Regions from separate parts of the Columba livia genome. Here region 2 is linked to region 1. Evidence: chromatin contacts called from public Hi-C data. All regions are on one chromosome and are shown on one strand. Each heading gives the region's core, a stretch centred on a gene start, on an enhancer-like site or on the middle of the called end of the contact. The rest is flanking DNA. Distances are from core to core; before and after follow the strand shown.

Region 1 (7,301 bases), core at 2,870-5,369:
CCTTGCTCAGATGTCATCAGACAAGGTTGCAAGCTGAGAATTTCCAAGGGTCAGCAAAGACTGATTGAATTTCAGAGCACATGGCTGATGCTGTTTGGAATGGCTGGTAACTTCTCTACATTTGTTGGCTTTGGTGCCTCTGAAATGGAACCCCACATTTTCCAGAAATGTTGAGCTCTCCCACCCAGGCTCTAAAAATACCTTAATTCGCTAGCTGCTCTTCCAAAGGGTGTTTTTATCTAAACAGCAGGTGCCAGTAGCCGGGTACGCTGTCCTAGCGGCTGTGGTGGGGTTACATTTTCTGTGCGTGAAAGGTTTTCATTCAGCCTCGGGCACATTTAGAAAGCATGCTGTTTCATTGCCAGTGGTTTGCAAAAGAGGGAAAAGAGGTGATATTTTGTCTTGATCCAGGTAAAACTAAGTTGAAGAACGAGCCATTTTGTTTGCCGCCAGAGAGGGTATTTATTCCACTGCCTTGGAGGGCTCCCAGTGAGTGTCCCTTCCCTCTGCTCTGCACTCTGCAGACTGGGGATGGACAAGTTGGAAGTGGAGGGGGAAAGAGGATGAAAGACCCCAGAGGGGATGAACACATTGCGTGCCTCTCTTACCCAGGTCAGAAAAGAAGATGCAAATACTTACGTTGCTTGAGTCTCTCAAATGCCGCCTTCAGCGTGCTGTGTGGCAGAAACAAGTGCGCTTTATTAGTATAGGCTTCTAAGGGTGGGTTGTGAATCTAGAGAAATAACTTTCCCTCAGAATCTCAGAGATTCTCATAGAGATAAAACTCTTAATAGTCTTGTAATAAAAGCTGACCACGCTAACAAGCACAACAGCATCAATCTGTTACCATCAGGAAATGCAATAAAATGCTCCATGAAGCAAGGAATTGCAGTACTCATTATGCACACCCTCTTTTTTTAATCCCTCTGTAGTTGCGACTGTGAATGCTAACAGAGATTTCTCTATTCTCGCACCTTGCCAACGGATACAGGTCAACTGAGTGAAATAAAGACTGTCAAGGGGGATTGGAATTTAGAGCACTAGTCTGAGGGGTAGAGTGAAAGCAGCTCCACCCTCTATGCTGAATGCAGCACCAGCAAGTTTTTCCTCTTCAGTCACTCTTGAAGCAAAGCAGCTTTGCTGTGCGGCATCCCCTGCACGATGCTTTCTGAGCACCCCCGTGTGGCGCAGCTCACTCGCCTTTAAGAGACTCACAAACGGTGCAGGGGTGGTACAGAGGCTGTGAAACCCTGATGCTCCCAGGGGTTTTTGATATCCCAGAAGCACAGCATGAATAAACTGTGCTATGAGATCAGGCCAGGTGCTGGGCTGTGAAGTTCAGCATGGAGATGAGCAAAAAGAGATGTCAGGCTGCTCATCTGAACAGATCTATGTAAATAAGTGGTCCTGCAATGTGGAGTTGCAGAAAGGCACGAAAGGGTAATGATAGATCACCTGATGTCCTGGGTTTCAGCAAGCCAAAGTCCATCCTAAGAAAGCAACAGAGATACCAGTATAGAGGCAATGGGAGAGGAAAGAGCGTAGTCTGTAAGAAGCATTTTCCACTTAATTTGCTTTAGCTCCCAGTTCTCAAGCTGGCAGTGCATTTGTATATGCAGAAGCCAAGGCTGTGGTGTGATTTGGAGGTTTTTCAGATTCAGAAATCATCTATTCAAGAGCCAGAGCGTGGTGTTCCCTGAAGGAGCCAGTTCTGGGATCTCCGTGGAGCCCAGGCAGCAGCCCAGGAGAAAAACCTGTTAATGAAGACCCTAAAATCTCCCTGGCTGAAGCCTGACTACTGGGAGAGCCCAGAAGAGGATGCACATCACTTCCCAGCCATGTGCAGCTGCAGATGGGTAGGGAAATCCAGTTTCTCTTGGGCCATTTCAGGAGTCTGAAGAGACACATGAAGGATCCTGATTGCCCTGTGTTAATTTAGGCTGGACATCTGTTTCCTAATCCAAGCTTGCTCTCCCAGTAGCAAGGCTGCCTTGCCAGGCATAAGAAAAATGCGCAGGCCAGGGGAAGGGCCAGGCCTGTCCTCAGCAATAACTGCCTGGCAACCCGCTTCCAAATCTAAATTGGTAGAAATAGAAGGAAAATACTTTCAGCCAGAAGAGATGAGTACTGAGCAAACTGTTCAGTCCTTTCAGCTTTCAGCTAGATCTGTTGTGCTGAATCTCCTGAGATAAGTCACGGAAAACATGCTAGATTATTTTTCAGTTTTGTCCTAATAACACTTTGAAGTATTAATAATACTTTGAGGGTCCTATAATTTTGAAGGTTCATTTTGCAAAAAAAAATGTGTCTGGCCTGAAATTTTGATGGAAACGATATTTTCACAACACAAAGGAAACGAACAGCATTCTTTCCAGCTAAGTTAATTACAAGCGTGAAATTAGAAGACAAGTTGAATATCAGCAGCGGAGATATCTTTCTTCTCACCTAAAAGCTCTAATGGATCATTTTGAAAGATTAAGTCTATACAAGGAATAAAATTTGCTTTTTCAGAGTAGATTTTCCAATAGGACGTGGGGAATGTGCTAACAAATTCATGTCTGAAATAGGTAAATACTGGAGTGTAAAAAATAGAGGGCACTTGCAGCCTGCACATACTGTTTGCATGCTGTGTTGATCTGTTGTTCCCAGACATTTTTTCCTTTGGTGATTCAGGTTATACAAAGACTGGCAAAATTGTTATGATGAAAAATATCACTTTCTCAGTACATACCAAGGACAAAGGCAATTTACTGGGTTTTTTTGCTTGTTTCCAGGCATCTGAGCTACCAGTGTAATTCATGATCATATGTGAAGCTTTTCTTCTCTTTGCTGGCTCTCTGTAAGGGCGAGGGTATCTGCTGGTATAATAATGCATCCGGCTCCGAGCTGGAGAGCAGCTCATTTGCCCCCTGCCTGGTCTCTAATGGCCTTTTCAGAAAGCTCTGGCCTTTTGCTCCTCTGTGAAAGGTTTGTCCAGCCAGTTCCCTCGCAGCTGACTGGGGCAAGGCCACAGTCCATAAGTGAACTGGAATATACTTAAGACATTTCCTTCCTTCTTTTTGTAAGAATTTTCTAAAATCAGTGAATCAGATCTCATTCTTATGGGGCTTAAGGGAGCAGCAAATATGTCACTGTGCAAAGTTTTGTGTGGGAGAGAGTAAATAAATCAGATTTTGCCCCATGGATCCAGCCGCTATTCCTTTATGACTTCTGGGCTGTGGCAGCAGCGCTGTAGATTAGCACCTCGTTGCTGCGAGATGCTCTGATTATATCGGTGTGATATATCATTTCAGTGCTTTGGAGGGCTTAATGGAAGCAACATGTAGGAGACATACAAGTGGGTTTTAATTTTATCTGGGCTGGTTTGCATGTTGAGTACCTCTTACCTATTTGCTCTGGGGGGGTGTGACTTTCTAATAGCATTGATAAAGGCTTTATTCTGAAGCATCCAAATTGAGGACATCTCACTCTGATGGACACTTTAAAAGAGTGTTTTATCCGCTCAGTACATTATGCTGCTTAGCATTGTGGAAGTAATTATTTTTGTTTATTGTGTGGCCACATTAGAAAACCTGGGTTTGAAAATAGTTCAGGCAAAACTGAAAATTTGCCATTTGCGTTTGTTTGGTTTTTTGTTTTGTTTTAATTGCTCGCTGCGGACATTTCCATGTCAGTTCTGGAAGACTGTTCAGCCACTCCAGCTAAAGACGGAACACCAGCCTTCCCTTCGGGCATCCCTGCGTGGAGCCTCCTGCAGATGACTCACTGAAAACAGGGTTGGACACAAATTTGCTGTGCACGTTGGTTAAATGACTCCCCCTTGGACATTTAAAGATTGGATTTGTCAAAATTAATTTCTAGTGGAAACAGGATTGACTCTGAATCCAGAGTAACAGCGACCGGATAGAGCCAGTGCAACAGCCCCTTTGCTGCAACTTTTGGTGATTTTTGCCATCTAGTGGCTAAAATATTCTTACAGTTTTCTGGGATACCGGCCCTGGCTTCTGCCTTCATTTGCTGTAGTCTCCTGCTACGGCAGAATTGAGCTGCTTTTGTAAAACATGCACGTTTCAGTGTTTGTTTTTTCAAGTGGAGGAGGAGAAGGAGACTAGCAGAGCTTATAGAGGAACAGAGGAACCAAGGGGAGAGGCTCATTACAGTAAAGCTCACCCGTTGTTCAGCGTTCGTACTCCGTAGATTGCAAAATACTTTCCCAAGTGAATTTACTCAGTACACCAAAGCTGGAAAGGCAACCCTGTGTCTCTAGGGCACTGACCACTAGTCCCCGTGGCTCTCCCCTAACAGGGTTGTGGGAAACTGCAGCGGGTCTGTGGAATCCTTGACAGAAAATATGGGAGTAGAGATCAGCCTTGAAGATATTAAGATTTACCCTTGAGAAGGATGGGAGTAAAGGAGTATCCGGAGGTATGGAGTTGTACCCGTGAGAGAGGAGAGAGGTACCCGTGAGAGAGAAGGAGATAAAAGAATAACATGGATGATAGCAAAATTAACCAATAAGGTGTTAGTGCTGTAACTTGTAACCAATAGTGAAAAGATACATGAACTGGTAGAATTGTATAAAAATGCACTTGTAGCAATAAATGGCACTCTATTACTTCAGTCTTGAAGGAACTTGGTCCATGTCGTCTGTCCGTCTCAACCACGACACAGGGCATTTACAGAATGCATCATTTCAGAGCCTGGTTTGATTTTTCTCCCAGCAGAACCTGTCCCCTGCTTTCAAGGCACAAAATGCATCCTGTATTTGAGCGGAGTTTTGCACTCACCCATCGTCGTGGCACAGGTATGAGGAGTGGTGGAGAACTGCTGGATCTGACCATAAATCCATTTTACTCGTTGTGAAAAATTCTCTTACAGTTAGTGAACTCGCCCTAGCTGCTCTCTGTATTTGCCTTCTCTCTCTTCAGTGTTGGACCTTGTTTTTGCTAGAGAACTGGGTTGTTGCCAGCGAGCAGGCTGCGCTGGGCAGTCCTACATGACATAAGGATCACCAGGAAATGTGCTGTAGACAAGGCTCTGGTACCTTCTGCTTCACAGTTATCAAAAGCTGAATTTTATGGCACCAGAGATGTAATGGGCAGAGCTCTGTCAGCAGCAGTGCTGAAGTTACAGGTACACCCACTATGCACACTGTTGTACCAGTTTGGGTTTTTTGTGTTTGTTTTTTGGTTGTTTTGTTGGTTGTTTTTTTGGGGGACTTTTTGCAACTGTAGGCTTGATGGTTTGGGCCCTTTTACGACTTTGCCTTTAGAGGCTGGTTTAACTGAGTAATTCAGAGAATCCCTTTATATTTTGTACACAGGAAGGTAGAACAGGCTCTTCTAACCGGAAAACCACAGCTCTTTTTCTTTTCTACCTTTACTTGGTGAATAGAATTGTGAAACAACCCCACCTTCCTTTCTGGTAGGTTTCCATTTTAACATCAATATGATCTACAACATTCTGTTCTTACTGTAGTTTTTTTTACATATTCTTTCTGAAGTTGAGAGGAGTCTCTGCCAGATGAACTCCACAGACTGCTTTCCAGAAGTCCTGTTCACCCTCTGCCACCTGAAATCCTGATGACATGGTTATGAAACCAAACCAACACCAGTCTCCATGGTCAACAGCTGTCTATCCTCCTACCACACAGGGAAGACCCAATGTGGTTTTACCAACATCTCTTTCTGTGATGCCCAGTGGTGGTAGCAAAGTGTGGGGAAAACAAGTTCAGAAGCATCTGATCTAAAATAATTTGCAACTGGGACTCTGTCTGCATTGCAAAGAAAGAAAAATGGGGGAGATGTTGTGCTCTTTTAACAGGGTGGTAACTAAGTCACTACCAAGTCCTGGGCCGGGCACATAGAGTATTTCACATGAGAATCATGTCTAACGTTGCTTAGTGCGGATGCGATGAAGACATTGAAGAATTAATTTTGAAGGGATGTTTTCTACCTGTTCTCAGAGGAGCGATAAACAGAAAGGCAAAAACACTCAGTGTAGCTGGAAAGATCTCTGTACAGGTCCCAGCTGTGCTGTGGTGTCTAAAGCACCTGTGGCAGAGAACGGGTGTGAGCAGCACCCTTGCTCTGAGCAGGAGAGCTCCAGTTTCTGTCTGTCTACAGGTCAGTGATAGCAAGGCACTAGCTGGCACAAGCTCTTATTGGAGGCTGCACTGTGCAGATTAAATCCCTTGTGACTCCAAAATGACCTATGCCATTCAAATCAAAAGATTAAGCAATTAAAGTGTTTTAACCTTTAACATAAAACTAAATTTCTTCATGTTGTCTTGTAAAGAGAGCGGCCCTGCTCAAAAATGCCTATCCTCCTCACCAGAGAGCTCCCCGAGGTTGGGTTTCACAAGACCTGAGCAGAGACTTAGGTTTTTCAGAGTATGTGCCTGGGTCCATTTTCACAGAGTCCTGAAAGTTCAAAGTTCCAGTGTGTAAAACTCTGTGCGGGTTCAGAACATTTTTGATGGAAAATAACAAAGCATGGAAGGATGTGACCTTCCAAAATGACTTTTAGATTCAGTTCAAAAATGCCTGCTTTGTGTGAATAATACAGAGGATTCTGTATATTATGTGACAGATGCGCTATATTTATACACAGGAAGCAGCAATTGGCATTTCGTTACAGATGCCCTCACCTCACGCTCACTGAGATTTTCTATTTCAGGCATTGCAGAGAAGGGCAGAGCAGACATGGGCTTGAAGGAACTACCCTTTCCCGCGGTCTGAAGGAGATGGTAGTGGAAAAGGGGGAAGCAAAATGTAGGAAATCATATACATGAGAAGAGACAAGCAGAGCAAATGACAAAAATAGCTGTTGTCAGACTAGGCAGAATTTAACCAGTTACTGCATGTTTACGTCAGTTATTTTACAAAAGAACAGAGTTCCCAGTGGCTCTATTTCAGCTGAAGCTCAGGATGTATCTGCAAACTGGGCTCTGTAGTATGTTCTGTTTTCATGTTGTTCTGCTGAAGAGCTGCCCAAAGCTACTGCAAGGAAATTCCCAGTCACCTTGCAGCCCGAAAGGTGTTTTCTTGTAAAGGCAAGAGCGCTGCTGAGAATCACCTGTGGTGTGTTGAGACATCGTTACTACGTGTGCCAGTGGCAAACTCTTGCAAACTTGATCTTGGCTTGTAACTCAGCTAAAAATCCCCAGTTTCTGTGCATCCTCTCCCATGTGTGCAACGCAGAACGTGGAGAGTACAAAACTATACAGCAGTTTAAACTTCATAATATGTAGTTGCCTCCCCCCCACTGGATATTGGTATAAACTGGCATTTGCCAAGAAT
Region 2 (7,301 bases), core at 3,136-5,635, 45 kb after region 1:
CATATGTATCTATGATGGTATTATCTCAATCACGGGATCAGTATTTTGATTGGTAGAGCCATTTAAAGTTTTGTGTTGTTTAAAAGCTAAGTAATTGTTCAGTTAAGTGACCTCCAAAGCTTTACAGCTTGTTTCTTCAGTGTGTAAAATCCCCCACACATTATCTATTTTAGCTACGCTTCTGCCAACATTCGCTATTATCTACTACTACTATACCAAAAGCAGGCAAAACAATCCTCACAAGAAATAAAACAAAACGCAACCTTAGGCCAGAATAGTCTAAAAACCTCACTCGCTTTTTGGGAAACATTTCTCTGTACTTCTAAATGTGTAACTTGAGACAAGTTTTGCCATGTGATGGTGCTTGCTGAACCTTCCCTCCCTTGCCTTTCTGCTTTCCACTCTCAAGTATCTGCATTCCTACAGGAGATTAATCCGTAACTTCTGCTGTTGATCCATCCAGTTTTAGCTTTCAGAGTTGCAGTTTGATTGCTAAAAATGTCTGCATCACTGTTGCTTTCTCTGGGGGTCTCTGTCAGACAGAAAATGTTAAAGCAGACAATACTGATATCCCATGCCGGGTACTTGGGAAATAACTGCAGAAGTGGGTAGGACAGTGCACTAAAGGGGGTTAAAGAGCACAAGGGTTTCCGTTAACCCCCACCCCAGCGGTTCTGGCCCCTGCTGAGGGCAGGACACTCTTCAGGCTACTGGCCTAATCTAACAGATGGACGGCTTGTTTTAAGATGTTGGCTGGAACTGTGCTCTGTGCTGAGACCGTCCATAGACTCACACTCCACTCAGCCAGCAAAATATACTCAGGAGGTACAATTTCATTCTGTCTTTGTTTTGTTGATAGCAGCTTTAATACTCCATTACTTTCCTTTAATTACTCCCCTATCTCAGATAGAAGAAAGTGTTAAAACATATGCCAGCTGGTGTGGTTTCTCTACCCATCTTGTTCCATCACAATAAACAAATATTGCTGCCTTTTGCCAAGAGCTTACTGAAACTGACGCTGAAACATTTTACCTGTCGAAATGATTCTTCCTCTTGATCCTCCAGGACAGTGTTCTCATCAAAATCAATTACACGATCATACATTTGCATATTATACTCCTTCCAAGACACTAATCCATCACCATCTTTGTCATAGTCGTTGAAGTGTTGCTTGGCTTCTTGTGTAACATAATGTTTAAAAGACTGCTGTATCCAGGAACTCAGCTCCTCTGTGAAAATCATTTAAAAAATAATAACATTTAAAAAACCAGAATCAGCTGCGCTATAAAGTCTGTAAAGATGCCACAGGTCTATTCTGTCTGGAATATACTCTGCAATTCAGATGTAAGCATATAGGCAATGGGTTGGTTAAAGCAAAACAATCTGTTTCCCCCATGCTTTGGCTTTTTCAGGTTAACTGAATGAAAGAATAGATCACAGCTACAGCTTTCAGAGTATCATTTCCCCATTCACCCCCCAGGCTACAGCTACATGGTGACTTTAATCTGGCCTATTTTCTGCTGGCAGAAAGAGCGTGATGCATCCCCCTCGGATACACAAGGGAAGCGGGAGGGAAAAATTATTACAGGTAGTGTTCCTACAGCTGCACAGTGAACTGCACCCCTAAAAACTGATCCCATCAGAAGGAAGATCCTTAGTTCTCAGTGGAGAAAGAGCCCTTGGTCAGCTCACTGGAACCTGAGCCAGGGAAGCAGGAAGCACTTTTAGTGCTTGAAATTACTATGTGGCCATGGCTTTTCAAATCTGAAGACAACCAACACTGTAGCACCCTTCCACCTTTTTTTTTTCCTTTGGAGCTTTATAAAAATGATGCTGAATATGGTTTAGACAGACAAATCTAAGCATAACTTTGTAGCCAAAAAAAACATTGTTCACATCAGGTTTGAGAGGTTTTTGGCTTTTTTTAAATCCACAAACTGAAATAAAACTGAATTCGGTGTCATTGCCTTAATTACCCAAACTAAAATATTAACAGATACTTTCCCTCGACTTGAGACTGAAATCAAGCCTTACATATTCTGGAAATGCTTTTAAGCTACTTGTTTTTATAGAAGTGTGGCTAAAAGAAAGCAAGCTTAATATACAGATGAATTCACACAAATATGTTAAAGTTACTTCATTTATGGAAGATTGGGAGAACATATTCTCTCAGTATCTTCCAGTTATTTTCTGGTGCCTGGAAGGGGAAGCCATTCCTCTGCATTGCAAAATTATGTAGCTAAATCAACTCAATTGAAATCCTGCTCTGAAGAGTCATGATGACTAATAATCCTACAGAAATTACTGCTTTAGCGTAGAGAAAATCTTATAGCATTTAAAAATACTGAAGTATCTTATTCTGTCCTTCTTGGCAGAAGAGTCAATACAACTTTAATAGGTTAATTTAAATATCATTGAAAAGCAGCGAGAGATTTTTAAAAATATATTTTGAATACTGAATTTGTATTATGAAAGGAACCAACTTTATAACATTCTGTGAATTGACTGAACATGAGGAGGCGTGTGTGCCATGTGTTGTAACCACCCAGCCTTGTGCACAAACCCAGCATTGCCTTACAAGAAAGTGCAGCGTGATTTTTTAAAGATTGGGTAACATAAGATTTATAGTGTAGTTTATTTCCCAGCGTTTAAGGCACAAGGCACAGCCATCTGAGTACATAATGTCCCGCGTCATTCATCAGACATACTTAATGGTCTGATATTAGAAAAGTGGTATTAATACATCGTATCTTCTCTCACTGTTAGACTCCAAATGGGGGTGCCATTAATAAGGAAAAAGTTCTCAAAGAGTGTTTTGCAACATACTGAGAAATAACTGAGCTGAAAGAGCTTCGATACCATCAGCTTTAGCATAGAAACACATTCCACTGTGAGTTTTCCTTTGGGAAGTGAGGGGAAGGCGAGCTTCCATTAGACTGAGAACCAGATGCAATATGTACCATGAGTAGGGGTGGAATTTCTGCACGTTAAAACAGACCTTTGTGTTGTGAACTGCCTGTTGCTTACTACAGGGACAAGCCATCCTGCCAAAGCTTTATATTGCCTCACCTCTACACAGGAACACTGAAATAAGCGTGCAGTTGACTAGTTTCAGCATATAAATTGAAAGACATTCAACAGATATAGTTGATCTTGTCTTTAAAAGCATATTTTGTTCCCTCACCTAGACAGCTTCATGCATGTTTAATTTCATGTCAATGACGTGTCACTGTTCTGGTGCTTGAACAAAGATTCTAGTTGCTCTGTGAGTGTGCGAGAGACTTCTGATTTTTTTGTCAAAATCACAGCAAAACAATAATATACTGTCATAATGAGTTTAAACTTGAATTAACAAGTGTCATGATGATGTACTGAAAGGGCCTTAGTTTACTGTGGAGTTCACTGGTTTGACTGATAAAAACCTGTCTGGGAGGAGACATTTGATACTATATTGTAATTAAAGGAATACACGGTCCCTTAGTGTCTCCAGGTATTGAAGCGCATGTATGTGATCTAATGGCTGCAGTACTTTCTTTGCTTCTTAAACTTGCTCTCTGAGTTGCACAGGATTTCAAACTCAGAAATCCACTTGGTTCAAACTGACTCCTTGCACATTTGTAGTGTAAGTGCAAAGCTGTATTTATGGGTGTTGCTTTCTTACCTGTGTGACTCACTCCCGTGTGCTCTTGTTGGCCCTCACTTCTTTCATCACATACAACAGAAATCTGAGGGACTAAGCCATCCTATCTAAACTCTGCTGGTACTTCTGACGTGCTGTGAAACAGGGTCGTTATGTCTTTCATGCAGGTTCACCACTAAGCGAGCGGCTGTGTCACTGGGAGCGTGGATCTTTGCCTTCTCCGAGGGCGTCGGGCCCGACCCAGGACTCGGCCAAAGCCCCCGCCCGCCTGACCCCCACGCGTGTCCCAGCCCGGCCCCGGGCTCGCAGCCCCTGGTGCCGCCCGCCGTTACCCTTGCTGAGCAGACCGTCCCCGTCCGAGTCGATCTTCCTCACAATGGCCCGCAGCCGCCGCTGCTGCTCTTCCGGGCTGAGCCGCGCGTACTCCTCCGCCTCCTCCTGCGGCACAGGGAACCGCGCGTCAGCCCGCCCGCCTCAGCCCTGCCCGGCCCGGCGGGGCGCAGCGCCCGTCCCGCGGCCCCAACGGCGGCAAGCGGCGCTCGGGCCGCTCCCGCCCGCGTCCCCCGACCTGTCCGCCGAGCAGCGCCTCCCGGTCGTAGTCGGCGCGGTGCTGTCCGTGCGCCGCGCCCAGCGCCGCCAGGACCAGGCCCAGCGCCAGCAGCGCCGGCCGCCGCCGCATCTCGCCCGCCGAGCAGGGGAGCGGGCCGGCGGCGAGGGGCGGGGACAGGGGCCGCGGAGGGCGGGCCGGGCCGCGGCGGGGGCCGGGAGCGCCGCCTGTGCGGGGAGTCGGACCCGCGACCCTCGCCGCGGCTCTCGGTCCTGTCGGGACACAGCCGGTCCTGTCGGGGCACAGCCGGCCCTCTCGGGGCACAGCCCGTCCCCCTGGGGTACAGCCCGTTCTCTCGGGGTACAGCCCGACCCCTCCGGGTACAGCCCGTCCCAGCGGCTGCTGTGCGAAACGCTCCCAGCGGGAACGTACAGCTCGTTAGCGACAGAAAGTTTATCCTCTCTTGCCCAGTGCAAGGTACAAACTACTATCAAGACGTATAGATAAGTTTCCAACTTTGAAGCATCAGTGAAGCCTGGCAGACTGAACTGCTACCAGAACTCCAGACAAGAAGGTCATCGGGAAACAAGCAGTATGAACATTCTATATTAAAAAGGGACAAATGTTTTGCTTGAGGATCTAACTCATAAATACTGCTTCTAACACAAAGGGAATCAATGCTTTATAAATAACCCAATAAGGCGGAGTGATACAAACTTTCATAGCTTTTCAACACAGATAATAGAAAAAAAAGCTGTAAAATAAATTTAACTTCAATGACCGTGCAGACGAACTAAAAATACATTGAGTGCATGGGCAGGGGGCCTCTCCAGGAATACCATTTCTAAGAGCTGTCACATGAAATGGGGATTGCTCTGATCCCAAGCCCACTGAGGTCAATCGTTCTTACTGGATTAACTGAGATTTATGTAAGGCCATTGTTAGATCTGTTATTTCTCCTTTCAATATTAGTGTACTTCTGGAACTGAAGTGAGATTAACCTACCTGGATTTCCAGAAACGCAGTTGTTGCCAGGATTAAGCAGAGCCCTCAATTAATGGAGGTTGTCTGCTGCGCTGTCCTGTCTCTTCCGTGGTGACAGCGATGTCCTGCTCCCCGGTTAACCTCCAGTTCTATTAACTGTGAAGCACTACGACAGTTCATCTTGAAGATCTGAGAGTAAAATATTGCAATAAATCAGTAAACGTGTTATTTCAATTTCCTGCCCATATAAGAAATGTCTTTCTATTAAAAAATCTAATAGTGAGTTAAGTCCAATATCTTTTATTGGTTTAAATGTCAAATTTCCCATCAGTATTTATATAAATCACATATACAAAATGTGAATTAAGTCATACTCCTTGTGGCATGTGTAGACAAGGCAAAACCTATAAGCAATCAAAACAGAAATAATATTTGACTGGTTTGTGAAACAGTACTGAAGATACTTTGTCTTCTTTGTCTAATGCATTACGAACACCAAAATATCCTCTTTGCTGTATATCTCAAGGGTTGACAAGTGTATCAGATTATACATTTCAGTGCCTAAACAACTGTAATAGCCACCAAATAACAAATTCAACGTAGTTATGTGAAGAGCAAGTTTATGAACAATATCTTCATACGCCAAGATGACTGAAGATAGGAGGAGGAAATACAAATAACTGGAGCTTTAAAGCAAGTCATTGTATCCTATATATTAAGAAAAAAATCTGAAGCTCACCAAGAGGGACAGCACAGGAAATAATATTCTTCTCTCGGTACTTAGCTGTGTCAAAATACAATCCAGACACTTCCCCGCACACAGTTAATCAGTCATGTAATAACATTCAAGATCATTCTGGTATGGATGCAAGAAAAGCAAAAAAAAGAGAGAGAGGCTCTCACATTACCTAGATATATTTAACCGAGCACACAGTAAATGCATCACTGTTGCAACTTGTAAGTAAGAAGAATCAGCAAAGCTATTTTTAAAACCAGAATGCAAGTCATGCCACACAAAAAGTTTTTTATGCGCTGAACTTTCTGACTTTTCCGAAAAATCCCACCACACCTCAAGCCAAATTGCATACAGTCTTTCACAAATCTGTTTGGAGCTGTTCTTTCAGTCGCAAAGGAATCAATGTTAGAAGGTTGTGTTCAACACAACTCCTCTATGAGATGTTGCAAATGTAGATCTGTTCCTGTTCAACTGTCGGCATGAGAGCATTTGTCCAGCAACACAAACAGCAGTTTGTTAACAGTTCTTTCTAGCAAGTGGAGTTATCCGTCTGGTGGTTACTATATTTTTTTGACATTTCTACATTTGAGTAAGGGGAAAAACAAAGGAGCGACAATTTACTTATAATCAGGTTCAAATACCTTGTGACTGGATTTCAAAATGGCAGTAATTTGCTTAGTAGTACCCAAAAATGACTTTGTAAGTGTTCTAGTTAATTGTTTCGTAAGCCTTGCACAAAGCGTCCTGCAATATTTTACTCTGCAGACATTACAGACCTGTTTTTCTACTTTTTTTGCATTTAGTGCAGCTATTAATATCTGATGAAATAGGTTATAAAATGATACTATTCCGATGTGGTGTCTGATTTGGCATTGAACCAGAACAGGAGGATTTGCTGCAAGGCCCAGTACCACAGTGCTCAGGTCAGCCACAGGCCAAAGAGGCAGTTGTGGAAACTCAGACACCTGCCTGATAAATAATAAACAAGCTCGTTACCGACCAGTGACAGCATAAAGGGTTTGGATGAGACCTTCGCCTGGCTCAGCTCTCTGCTCCCAACCAGCCAAGTGTCATTTCTGGGAGATGTTTGTGCTGCTGTTCCTGGAGACTTCAACCAAAGCGTGCATGATGTCCCAAGTCACCTATTCCATACCTTGTATTATTTTTAATATGTTAGAGATGGCAGCCTAAATTGTGCTGGTTACAGTTTAGGTCTCTTACTCTTTGTATTCCTGTCACAGTGGGGGAAATGGATTATTCTTTTCTCTTCACAGCCATGCTTTTACATGCTTGGAAACTCCTACCACATCCCCTTGTGTCTTCTCTTTTGGCTAAAAAGCCTCAGCCTGCCCAACATTTCCTAACAGGACAAGTTTTCGAGGCCCCTGAACCCA

Evidence for each region. A called contact is a pair of places that touch in the nucleus more often than the background predicts.
Region 2: a Hi-C map of liver shows a contact between it and region 1, with 3 times the contacts expected there. The contact joins the promoter of RCN2 here to the enhancer-like site in region 1. A contact is called at or near these places in 2 of 2 Hi-C or Micro-C datasets (crop and liver).

Annotation. Positions count from the first base shown.
Region 1 is chr11:18,336,537-18,343,837 of bColLiv1.pat.W.v2, forward strand. PSTPIP1 (proline-serine-threonine phosphatase interacting protein 1) reads right to left here. Exons shown (of 15, transcript XM_005500973.3): 4 at 640-674. Among named protein-coding and RNA genes, the nearest start is that of PSTPIP1, 25 kb to the right of the region's middle. Within about 2 kb of position 4,120, at least 1 of the 3 cell types and tissues checked has an H3K27ac peak away from gene starts, as active enhancers do.
Region 2 is chr11:18,381,691-18,388,991 of bColLiv1.pat.W.v2, forward strand. RCN2 (reticulocalbin 2) reads right to left here and starts at 4,386. Exons shown (of 7, transcript XM_065076259.1): 1 at 4,209-4,386; 2 at 3,973-4,078; 3 at 1,033-1,229. The coding sequence starts at 4,319.